Regions from separate parts of the Oryzias latipes genome. Here region 1 is linked to region 2. Evidence: chromatin contacts called from public Hi-C data. All regions are on one chromosome and are shown on one strand. The core of a region is the stretch at or near the end of the contact, and the rest is flanking DNA. Distances in the headings are between cores, read along the strand shown. Region 1 holds the start of gphn (gephyrin). Region 2 holds the start of tmem121 (transmembrane protein 121).

What was found. A called contact is a pair of places that touch in the nucleus more often than the background predicts.
Region 1: a Hi-C map of embryo shows a contact between it and region 2, with 3 times the contacts expected there. The contact joins the promoter of gphn here to the promoter of tmem121 in region 2. A contact is called at or near these places in 2 of 5 Hi-C or Micro-C datasets (both in embryo).

The regions. Positions count from the first base shown.
Region 1 is chr24:5,754,179-5,760,386 of ASM223467v1, forward strand. It overlaps gphn (gephyrin), which reads left to right and starts at 4,152. Exons shown (of 25, transcript XM_023953011.1): 1 at 4,152-4,374. The coding sequence starts at 4,311.
Region 2 is chr24:5,452,863-5,459,952 of ASM223467v1, forward strand. tmem121 (transmembrane protein 121) reads right to left here and starts at 2,320. Exons shown (of 2, transcript XM_004083426.4): 1 at 1,735-2,320.

The DNA.
Region 1 (6,208 bases), core at 2,902-5,401, 300 kb after region 2:
CAGTGTATCCCTTCAGGGGTCATACAAATGGTTTGGCAGAGATTTTTACGCCGGATGCCCTTCCTGACACAACCCTGCATTACTGTATATCCGGGCTGGGATATACATGCCCCTGTGGCTACATAGTTGGACAGTAGCACAAAGGTTCTTGCCCAAGAACCCATACTGGATGAAGTTCATCCCGCCCCTTGGTTTTCCATGCGCAAGTCCTGTAATTAACCATCAAGCTGCTTTCTTCATAGGTTGACTTGTATTTTTATGTGTGCAAAACAAAATATAAAAATATGGCTTTGCAAGCAGTTTTTGACTTTAAATAGCATAAAGGTAAATATTAAATTTCTATAAACCATTGCTCATTTAGTAACATGAGTTTTTGCCATCAAACACTGGGGCTACTCCGCTGTTAAAGCTGCCTACTTGAAAGGTAACCGCAAAATATTCATGCAGAATTGAACTTTGGTAAAGTTGTCTGCAAACGCTGAAATATAGTTTATATTTAAGGAGAAGCACGGGAAGAGAAAACCTATTTGAGTCTTCTCACAGATTGACTACAAGAACTTCCCTTTGTTTAAATGCAAATTCAAGGTAAAAAAAACGGCTACGCTGCAGCAGTGAAATGAAATCTAGTGTTTCTGCATCGGCTCATGCCACAAATGTAATTTGTCAAATTCCTTAAAACTGCATACAGTCAGGTGAGATTAGCTCAGGATGCAGCACAGAGACGATGTGTTAAGCCAGCTATGTTGCACAGAAAAAAAAGGCCTTTATAAAAACATTGCATCTGGAGCAACACTAAGCATACAGATAATGGACGTGTGGCCTTTTTTGTCCGTCAGGGTAGCCGAACCAAAAACCAAGTCTATGGAGAAATTATTTCACTTCAGTGTTGAAATAAATCCTGTTTTTATTCTTAAACTTCCAAACATCCAACCTGGCCCGTAATGAGCGCCAGGATTCTGGGAGTGCTGAGCCCATTAAGGAGTGGAGTTTTTTTTTTCTTTAAGGGCAGAAAATCTCTGTGTTTATCTCCTCTGCATTAGGAGCCAATTATGCGGCTGAAAAAAAATGACCTGAGGTAGTTTGGTGTCCAAGGTTGTTTGTGCTGACATTCTGCCTTTCAAATGCCAGTCTGTTAATTATGCAAATGGACTACAGGGCCCCTGTGTAAACATACAGACCCCTTCTTGTGTGAACAGTCCCATATATACTGCAAGTTGATAGACAGACAGAAGGCCTTGTTTCAATAAAAATTGAAAATGTGAAATGAAGCCCTGAGCTGGAGCCAGCCTTCCTCCTCTCGGATTCTCAGCCCCTCGCTCTTCTGTCCTCTTTTTCCTTGGGATGCAGCTCTTTAAGCAGCTATGCTATGCGACACTGGCCAGCTTTGGAGAAGGCAAGTCGACATTGCATTAATTCTGAGCAGAGAGATACAGTATCAGATGTAATGGGTTTGATTCTAAAGCCCCGGGGCGATGTTCTGCGGTGCTGTAATGGTGTTGGGAGACGACAGAGATCCTGCATTCGTCAGAATGCTGCCTAATATTCTTCTTCTTCACGTCTGTTCTTGATTGGTCTTAACACTTCTTTTTTTTTTGCTTCTCTGTTAAGTTTTTTTGTTTAGTTCCCCCATCTTCAGCTAAATTTGGTCAGGTATTCTGGGGACAGCATTAAGAGATATTGTCAAATATTCCCTAAGGTATGTTTTCCTTTCTTGTTAAACCTCCCCCCATCTGTTTTTTTTTTCTTTTTAATTAAAGAACAGACTGCCATTGTGACCACTGTAGGGCATGTTTCCAAGACCATATACAACAGGAGTAACGGTCTGCGACGAAAAATTACTGTCCCCTTTGTAAACGACAGAAATCCCTCGACTCCCTCCAAGAAAGAGACACGATGGCAGCTTATCAAATAGCTCATTTGATATTCAGGATGCTGTTTGACCTATATAAAATCAGCTACAACAACAGAGTGATGTTTAACTTTGTGGAACTCAAATAAATTGCATGTGTGTGCTTTATCGTTCATTAAACAACTTTAAGGACAGTGTTGGGGTCGTTGGTCAGAGTAAGTGAGCTTTTATGGCTCTTTGGCAACAGGCTTTGTCCTGCATTCTTCATAGAATTTGAGGAATCTTTCCCTTTTTCTTATTTTTTATTTTAGCCACTTGGCAAGCGTTTAGTGTAAGCCATAAAGCGGAAATTGTAACAGAGCTTTAAAAAAAACATCTGTTTGAAAAGTTGTACCATTTTCCGTCTGTGCCACATGTCCCAGCAGCTTAGAACTGCCACTTAAGCCACTCTAATGTTGCATAACCCAAACAGCCAAACTGCTGTCCTCTGACAGCTTCTTTTGTTTGCATCTGGAGAGTGAGGGGACTTCCCAGAGCTCAAGGAAGGAGTTGCATTTACTTACAGCTACCTCTGTTTGTGGAGGCTCTTATTATTGTGATGGATAGTGGGGGTTGGGGCAGTGATGGGAATTGCCTCCTCATCACCTATCCATGGGCAACTAGCAGCAGCAGTGACTGTGAGCCAATTATACTAACACACTTGTGCAAGAGTTTACCTATTCTCACCTTACATAAGCATGGCTCCCTGAACACCAGATGGGGTCCCTGATGTCTGCAGCCTGACGGCCCCCATTCTGCTCCTTTCCTCATCTCTCTGCTGCCATACTGTTTGCTCTATTCTTGCTTACAGGGGAATTCCAGCTTCCCAGGAAAGTTTTCCCAGCTTTGGATCAAAATAGGTGTGTGTGAGAGCAAAGCAGGGAGGAAGGAACCGAGAGCCTGATTGTGATTTTTGATGAATACAGCTCCCATGTAAATGCAACTCCCGACTTTAAGTATTCTCTGGAGCATTTGCCCATTCCATAGGTTGTTTTCAATGATGTAGGAATTACACTATATTCAAAACGTAATGTGAAGGTTTCAAAAAAGAAAATAACTTTGTAACTTTTGGTTTAATGCCACACATTAACGCTACAATGGCACATGAATTGTGGAAATAATTGTCATGAATTATGGATTTTATTGTTTTTAAATTGAGTCTGTAAACTCAAAAAATATGCCCCCATTTACTCCACTGATACTATGTGTGCATTAATGATGCATGAAAAAGAGATTATTGTTAGAATAATGAAGAAATTGTGCATCATGAAAGCATATGTATCCGGATCACTTCTGCGTTGTGTTTTAGGGAGTCAAAAGATGTCAGTACACAGCCGCACCATTGGAGACCACCTTCGTTTATTGCAGATCTGACAATTATCCAAAAAGAAAATAGAAACCGTGTTGGCATTCCTTATTAGCTCCTACATGACGGTGAGAGGTAGAGGGAGCTCAGGAAATTCTTATACTGAAATAAACAGTCAACATCTATAAAGGCTTTTGTATTTTCATAACAAATTTCAAACAATTACAGAGAATATTGGACATAACTAACATAAAATGAGGATTCATATCGCTAACATTACAGGACACCCACCTCTCCCGCTGGTCAACAAAACAGAAAGGGGAAAGGGAAAACAAGCGCCAAACCAGCGAAGGAGGAGGGGCTATCAACCCAACACTGAATACAGGGGGGAAAGAAACTTAGGGACAGCCAATATTTGGTGAAACTAAAACAGACAGATTTCATCCTGTTACACATATGCACCCTAACAGCTTGATGTCTTGTTGCATTTTGCAGGTGATGGTTTTCTTTAAAGCCCAGTATGGAAATGCCAACACTCCTGAGTGTTGTTCTTGTTCCTTAGGGTTTTCTTTCACCTGATGAATCAGGTGGCATCTTTAGGTAGAGGACTGATGGAGGATTTGGGGTGAATCTGAAAAACAAGCGGGTGTGTTTTAAATGACTGGAAAGGGGGTGTTTATCTCAGCTGGGTGTTGTTGTTGTTTTTTTCCTTTTCTTCCTCGGCGTTTCTAAAAATGGCTCCAGATGCATGAAGAAGAGGTGTGCAGACCTGCTGGATGCAGTGTCCGTCTGTTTCAAAAGCTTAGAAGGAAATGCTCTTTCATAACAATTAATCAAGGCTCCACACTACTACTATGGCAGGCGGCCAGCGGGAGTGTGTGCGCGTTTTTCCCCTTTAACAAGCCACACATCCTGCCTGCTTCTTCTCCGTAGAGGACCCGATGATCACTCGGCTTTCTACTTGCCTCGTCTGGCTGAATCTTGCCGTATCCCATCCCTCCTCCTTCTGTTTCTCCTCCTCTTCCTCACCCTCCCCTCCCTCTCTCCTCCAAGTTCGATGCGATCGGCTCTGGGCCCTGCCGTGAGTTCTCGGTGCGGGCGACAGCGCTGCTGAACATGGCGTCAGACGGGATGATTTTAACGAACCACGACCACCAAATCAGGGTTGGAGTCCTGACAGGTAAACGCGGATGGATTCTTTCATGCTTTAGTTTTGTATCACTCGAATGATCCGCGCCGGCTCTCAGTCCGGATGTTCGTGACGGCGGCTTGATTTTTTTTTTTTTAATCTTTTTTTTTCTTTCTATTTTCTGGTGTCTCTCGGTCTCCCCGCTTTTCCTGCAGCATCCGCCGCGGTTTGTTTCCTCACCGGCGTGCGCTCATTTCCATGACAGCGGCCGCGTATCATATGCGGTTGGAGCCGACTGCGCGCGCTCTGGGCTGGTTTGTGTCAGTCAGCTGCACGTTTTCCACCTTAAAAGCTCCAGTTTATGGGTTTTGCATAATTCATGACGGGCTTGTCAGGGCTGAAAATTACAGCTGCTGAAAATGCCCCGGCCATAGATTGCGTTATTGACACCCAAGCTGACCACAGCGGTTTTTGAAGTGTTGCTCATGACAGTTGCTGAATCTGTGGATGTGGTGATGATGCGCGCATCGTTGGCCTCTTAAAAAGCAGCGGTGCTGTCGGTGGAAACGCTTGCATGTTGTGCGTTTTGTGGGAAGTTGGCATGTATGGAGAGATGCTGCGTGGCTCCTGACGCCTCCCTTTGATGCCATCTCTCCTGTCAAACGTTTGGATTACCCAGATTGGAGCTGCGGATGATGTTGAAGCTGATTACCCCCCCTCCCCTTTCTCCTTTTTACCTTCCAGTTTGTCTGTGTAGGTGTCTGAGGGACTTTGTGTGTTTAGCTTATTGCTTTGTCACGGTTGGGATCATGCAGGTGAATCCAGTGATCAGAACGTAAATGAAACATTTGGGGGGGGGGGGGGTTGCATTGAAGGATGGTGGTGATGGTGGGGTGAATGCATGATATATGCTGTCCAATGACACCCCCCCCCCTCACCCCGCGAGCGCGCGCACCCCTCATCTCCCTTTAAACCCATCTCCTCTCCTCTCTGTCCATCCTGTGTGAGGCTGCGGTCGATCAATATTTCATGCAAGCGGTGATCTCGGACGCGCAATTTTACCTCCTCCGTATGGAAATCCAGCGTGTAGGAGGTGGTAGGCTGTGGTGTAGCAATGGAGGAATGACCGCCCGGACCCCCCCCTCTGAAATCTGCCAGGGAAACCCCCAGCAGCAGCAAATGGAGGGATAGCGCTGTCCGCGGTGCTGAAATCCACTCTCAGAGATGCGGTACTGACCTTACCGCTGCATCAGACAAATGAGGAAGAAGAAAGCCATTTTAACTTATCGTGTTGATCTACACCGTCAGTCCGTCATGGACATATACAAATATGGCAACATAAAAGCAAATATATGCATCCAAATGGGAGTTTTGCCTGTTCAGTTTGAGATAAAGTCGTTGACTTGCTGTGATTAAAATTACTTAAAGGTACAAAGCTCCATTTTCCAATTTTGCTTGAAATATACATTTGTAGCAACCTATTTCTGAAGGGACTGACCCTACTTACTTCTATGCAATGATCACTTCTGCGTTCTTTTTAAATTTTGACACAAAACACCCATAAGTATTACCACAGTTATAGATTTTCTTTTATATATGCATTTTTTTTATTTTTTTTATTTTTAATGTATGTATGTATATATATATATATATATATATATATATATATATATATATATATATATATATATATATATATATATGTATATATATATATATATATATGTATATATATATATATATATATGTATATAAAGTATTTCATCTCAATGAACCATCTCAACACATCAAATAAACCTGGAACTCCAAAACATCATAACACACAGCCTAAATTTTATCAAGGCTCCCATCTGCCATCTGGGTACCAATGTGCTTTACAGTAAAA
Region 2 (7,090 bases), core at 1,070-3,569:
TTCAGTTTCAGACAGAACACCAGCAAACCCCCTGGGTGGCAAACAACCGTTAAACTGTTATGCCTACAAAGACGCCTGAAGATACAACAAATACTCCAAGTCAAGCATCCTGTATCCTACCCATCCAACCCTGACATCTCCATTTCTATCAATGGAATGACAGTTAAAGAAAGGTATCAAAAGCTGATGGAGGGCCTGGCCTTTGTCAGGCCACCATTCATATTCAAATCCACGTCCTGTTTATTGGATGATAAATTGAGCATGAAAGATTAATTTGCATTTAGTTCATCATCCCAGTGATATAGAGCGGCAGTTTCTATACAGTAGCGCCCAGAGCTTAATAGCCCAGAGGCAGAACTGGCATATCAATATGCGCTTTCTTTGGTTCAAGGACAAGGGATTAGAGCCCTGTAGCAAAATCTCTACTATGATTCACAGTTCTTGCTCCCACTTAATTCTTGTCACTCAGAGTCTAAGCCAACATATCAGACACACTTAATGCAAGGCCAAGAGCTTTCAAATATTAAACATAATCAAAATCCTAATGAACTTCAGTAAAATCAGTCTGGATTCACACGTGTTTAGATCTGTGTTGAATTATTTTTGAAGCTGCTCAACAGCATAAAATAAAGATATATCCCAGAGGGACACTTCTTATTCAGAACAAGCCCAACTGAGGCATTTTTTGACCTTTGGATTGGGGGAATTAATTCTTCAGAAACATTTTGAGTGTGACAGCTGAGCAAAGAGAAGGCAAGGGGACCAGGCTTGGGGTTGGACACTTATTCTGAGCAACAGCTAGAGATAACAGAATATAAACAAATGTGTCTGTTCTTCACATTCCATACATAGACTAAATATTACATTGCATAATGATCATATATATTACTAAAACAATCGTTTTCTTTGTTAATTTATGGATTTTATGTTAGGATTTTGGATATTTGAAGGAGAAAACGTATGTTATAGAACATTTCTAAAGACAGAAGAGTAAGTCATTTTTTTTGTGGACAAAAATCCTTAAATAGAAGTCATGTCAGGCAGAAGGCTGCTCCACAGGGCTTGCAACTGTTATTCCTTCATATTAACCTTTAGATTAACTTGGTTTAAAAGGTGACAGGAGCAGGAAAAACCCATAAGGAGGTGAACCTGACTGCTAACACCTTATAAATTAATAGCCAAAATTAAATGAGCAGTCTAAAAGGGAGGAGCGCTGCTCATTACCAAAGAGTCACTCTGAAATATGATGAGGTGACGTGAGGATTACAGACGACCATGTGCCGTGATTGTGTGTCGCCGCGTGCACACGAGGGTGCGCGCGGCAGTGGTGGGGGTGGTGTGGTTGGGCTGATTTCTCGCGCACACTAAAGGCACGAGCTGCTGGTTGCGTCTAATTTTTTTTTGTGCTTTAAATTAAACTTAAGTTTTTTAGAAAAAAAATACAAAATAAATAAGTCAAGGTTTATCGACCTACTTTTCGATTTTCAGCCTTCCACATATTCCAGAATGATCTGGCATGACTGGTAAAAGCAGTAAACTGACAGCTTGACAAATATAACTCAGTGGAAAAGATCAAACTATGCACAGATGTTCAAATGGTTGGATTCTGCGTAAAGTGGCGCTAAGATAAGTCCCAGTGCATTCCTCATATAGGGCAGAGTGATTTTGTTTCACACGATCCTTTTTTTTCCCAACACATAAGGGCGGAAAAGCTGCTAAACTCTACCATCTTACCTCGTTAAGTCTCTGTCCAGGGTTCCGAAAGGATCAGTCGCTGTCCAGGGTGCTGAATTTCATTGCGGTTCCGTGAAAACGATCGGGAGGAGGAGGAGGGGTAGAGGGGGTGCAGGTTTTGTAAATCCGCTGCTATGAAAAAGAACCGGTCCAAACAACTGCCGCTACTGCCGGTTAAGTTCAGAAGAATCCCGGATCTCCAGGCGCCTGGCCGACAGCGCGCGGACGGAGGGGGACGCGGAGCCGTCGTAGCTCCGAAAGCGCGCAAGACGGTCAAAGTCAGAGTCCTAAATGTTGGAAAAGCCAAGCCTGTTGGGTAAACGGAACCGCTTTGGCAAGTGTAATTGCCGAAGCTTCTTGGCTTCTTCCTCCGGATGGGCTTAACCCCCCCCCCCCTCTGTCTCTCCACCACTCTCTCCCTCCATCAATCATTCTTCCAAATATGTTAGAATGAAATGGAAAACAGGTCGCCTTGCATTCTGCAACAGACTAAAACAAATTACTGCAAATTATTAGACAAGAACAATGTCAAGTCAGCATTTCAGTCATACATAAATGGTCAGCTGGACTTATTCCAATGCATTTTCCGTTTAAACAAATGATGTAAACCGAAATTTACTGTATTTTTTCTCATTCTGAAGAAAAGACCATCTGTTTGCTGCTGCTCCTGTCACCTTTAGTGTTTGCATTTGGGCTTTTACTGCTGCGTTGGAGTTTTCCCGCAGAATATTCCTCTTACATATCATGACAGTCTGGAGATGGGATTCAACTAAATGAATCAGATAATTAATTTGGCAGAATGCCATTCATGTATCACAACAGGACCAGGCTGGCAGCATTTAGAAAACGTGTGATGAAAAGGATTAATACCCATTCTCAAAATAAGAATACAGAGACACAAACTGACTCAAAATGAGTTTGATTATTTGACAGCCTTTTAACTAATGCATCTAAAAATTAGTGCATTGTGAAATATATCTGCAGAAAATAAATTTAGCAGTCCTTTCAAAGAAGTCAAAGGTTTGGATTGCAGATAAAGCAGGGATCTTTAAGGTTTCCTTCAGTCATCCAAAGAGACGCTTTCGACTGTTTCTGCAGGTTCAAGCATTCAAGCTTGTCTGTTTTAATGTCAGCACTGCGGCGGGCTGATGACCTCTCAAGGATGTATAGCACTTGCAATCACTTGGCAGCTGCTGAATGCTCCAGGCATGCAAACTTTCTTGGGTAAAGATTGCCCCTGCTGTGGGTTTCCCTTGACTCAGGTGTTGCCGTGGCCGTGCATTATATTCCCTGCCAGAAGGGGGAGACGATCACTTACTAGGGCATTTTCCTTTTTAAATATTTAAACTAAAAGCTAATTTTTTTTTACAATTTTTGATTTTTGTCTGCCTGACAAACATCAATAAATATTTATGTTTGTCAGGAAGACAAAAATTCAGATCATCGTGAGGCCAAAGAAGGAAAGCATGTCATATTTCCTCCACTGTTTCCTGGCAGATTGGTGAAGTTCAGAAATAGGAGCATAAGCCACAAGGTCAGCCTCTTCACCTCGATGCCAAAACAGCCGGGAGGACAAACACAAATCAGCAACAAATCTGGATCTCAGAAGAAAAAAAACTTTTTGACGCTCAGACAGAAATGTTCATTTTTTTTTTTTAGTTAAATTGATTTGATGCACTTTATGTTTTTGTAGCTAATCAAATGTGGGTCTTTAAATGTACTTTTTTTTTACTTGCTCTTCTCCATCACACCAAGTTATTTTATTACCACACATAAAAAATCACATAATTAAACTAAACTAATCAAAATAGTACTATTTTAGCTTCATTTCAAAATCTTTATTTCGGAACGGTCCTTTTATTTTACTTTTTTTACTTTTCTTTGATGACGAAGTCAGTTTTTTTTTAAGCTTGCTCTTATGGTATTTTTCTGATGATGGAGGACACTTAGTAGGAACATTAGGCTTAAAATTCAATTTCTGAGTATTTCTATGTACAAATCGTTGTGAATCAGAAGCAGATAAGAAAATGCTGCTTAAAGAAATAGCAAATTTGTGACATAAAAAGTAAGATGGGTGGGCCGCAAGTTTCCTGCTCTCAGCTCTTAGTGATGGGAAGAGGGACGGGCTTGCTCCACACCAATGATCCCACCCAGAACTCAAAGGCACATTTATAATAATAATAATTATTATTAGTATCATAAACTCTGCTTGTATATCTACTTTGAAGATAAAAATCAAGTGGGAATGAACTATTGCAGAAACTATGTAAACAAATTAAATTTTAGCTAAAAATGGCATCATAATAAAAAGGGAACACCTTCAAATATATCAAACGATGATCGGGGTGGGTCTTTGACTATAATTCTTCAAATGATCTTTTCCCAACCTTTCTATTGTTTTCACATTTGAGTCAAGAATCACTAAAAAGAAATATATATATATATATATATATATATATATATATATATATATATATATATATATATATAGAGCAAAAACAGAGCAAAAGCAGGTTCATTTGAGAGCAAGTATTTGACTATGTAAATGTGTCCACATCTTTGCCAAATACTGTGTCATTTTCTGTCTGTTTTCCTCATCGTTTGTTTCTGCTCTGATGCTTCCCATTGGATCTGTGTTTGTTTGGCTCCTGGAAACTGTTCCTGCAGAGCCTTCTGTCCCTTTGTTGAGTTTCATTAAAGCCACAAGGATTTATCTTCTAAATGTTTAATCCCTTTAAAAGTTTCTCTTTCCAATTTACCGTTAACTGAAGACATTGGAAGACCAACCAACCGAATCAGAAGTCAGAAAAATTCAATGCTAAATGCCAGAGAAAAGGAAAACGTGTAAAGGCTTTATGTGAGTGCAACATGGAGTATTATGCAATGCGATAAGGTCACAAGCTAAATTGGGGGTATGTTGGTTATATTAGATATATGTTGTAGTGCAAAATAGAAAAAATGATTAAAATTTAAAAGGATAAGGTCACTAACTAAACACTCAATGGAGGTAAAGGTGAGAAATGCGGCATGTTGTAAAACACACAGACATGCTCATTTTGTGATTCTTGATGTTCATGTCAAAGGTTACATTTTTTTTTCTTTTTTGGATTGAAAAAAACTGTCTGGTCTCATTAGCTTTCAAAATCTCAACCATGTGAGTAACTGGGTGCAGCCACTTCAAATCAAGGAGGCACAGAAAGGCCCTCGACTGCTGCTCGTCATTTCCAAGGTATTTGCAACGGCCACATACCAGGATCACACTAAAAGTCATTTTCAGTGATTAGCCAATCAAGAGCGATTAGAGTCGGGCATGGAGGGAGATGAGAGGTGACTGACTGAGTGAGCTTTGATGGAGAAGATGAGAAAGTTGTTTCTCAATGTTTTCTTTTTTTTTAATTCTAAAGTGAATTCAGAATGAGAGGGATTGAGAGAACGTCTCCTCCCCTGCTGTTAGATCTGCGGCTCTGTGTTTGGCATTATGTAACAATCTCTCTCATGTTTTTGGGGTGTGTGGAATCATACTTTCTCAGAGCAGAGGAGGGAAAGCTGACTGTTTTGCTTTCATCACGCAGGGGTGTGGCACTAGAGCTCAACGAAGCGATCTGAGGAACTTCAGCAGGTTTTGGAGTTCCCCAGAGAAGAACATCTGCACACAAGTCGATAGTAGCAGATGGTTTATTTTAAGACTTCCAAAAATTGTTTTTGCTGCAATATTTATCCTAAAAACATATTCTTTTTTTTTAATGTCTAGAGATTTAGGTTTAAATTTTGGTTTCCTAAATTTTAAAATACTTATTGCACATATTTCTAATATATCTTTCTATCTCAAATAAGGAATATGAGGGTAAGAAGGTGTTATATAAGTAATTGCCATTTAAATTAAATCTTTTTTTCCAAAATTATTTGTATTTAATGATTGAAAACGTGTAATTTGTTAAAATTTTATGTATTGATTCTGCAGTTTTTCAACAAATTTGTAAAAAAAAAAAAATTTTGGACATAAAAAATATTGTGCCTTAAACAGATTTTAAAATTACTTTCTGGAAATGATTCTAAAAAAAAAAAAAAAAAAAAAAGGTCAGAAGAACCCAATGTGCCAAAACAAATGATTAGAAAACAGGCTGGTATCTGCTGTGAATTTAAAAACAACTGTGATATTTTGAATAATAAATGTTGACAGCAATGGTTTTCCATCCCTACACTTATCAGTGCTTGTTGGCCAGTGATTAGCCACTCAGTGGGAACTTCACAAAGGAACCATAGTTGATAATTATTTTAATTAATGCAACTGAAAGGAGCAGAAGACAACAGATAACCTCTAAACTAAAGAGCGGTGGAAGAAGTCCTAATTAAAATCCTTCAGAGCAGTCAAAAGTTGCTCATTAACCTAAACCTGCTATTTTGGTACCAGAGTTAAAGTTTAATGAGAAAATTGCATAATTATGATGTGAATAATCTATATCTTTTTCCATTTTTTTTTTGTGTCAAAGCTGAAGCTTTGAGAACTTTTCACAAAGATAAACTGTCATTTTTGTTGGACAATTAACTGAAAAATTGACTTTAAAATATCTGCAAATCTGTTTCAAGTTAACCGCAAAAGGTAAATAAATCTTGCCACAAGTTTCATTTGCATGTACACATCGTCAAAGAGGAAAAAAACAGCTTTTGCCTACAGCACAAGAAGGAAAAACAGCTGTCCTTTACATTATTGAAGCAGAATTGTGGTTTGAGCGTGACACGAAATGCATTGCAATGCTGAGTTAACTCGCAATGCTGTTTTCCTTTTCCTTACCAATCAAATGAGTTCTGTAATAAAAGAGAGCTCCTCTGTAGGTGATTTCTCATCTCCACAGCAGCCTGCGTGTGGATTTTTTAGTAATGGTTTGTCCATTAAAGCATCATGCTTTGCTTTGATGCTGTAATGAATCCTCATCTGGATTCACGGTGTGTCTCGCGTGGCAGTGTGCGCTTACTTGGGCGGATGCACAGAGATGACTTAAGTTTTCATTACAGCCCTGGTTAATGCAGGTCAGTGGTGCGGGAGGTTTTTGCCCGTGACTCACCTTTTCACGCCTCATTTTCCTCTGGATCCAGTTACAGATGCAAATTCATCAGAAAGCTGCTTAGAAAAAGCAGCAGAAATTGAGGAAACATTTCTTTAAAATATAATTTAAGCTGAAAATCTCTTTTTAATGAAAAATACTAGCTAAATTTGTTTAAATTTTGCAACAATGAATATATGTTTAGACTGGAAAAATAAATCAGAAAATGTGTGTCAGTTGTTCTAATGTTAGTCTTTCCTGAATCTTACTTTAATTTTGGGTCGTTAGATGAAATATTCCTACTCTTCAAAGTG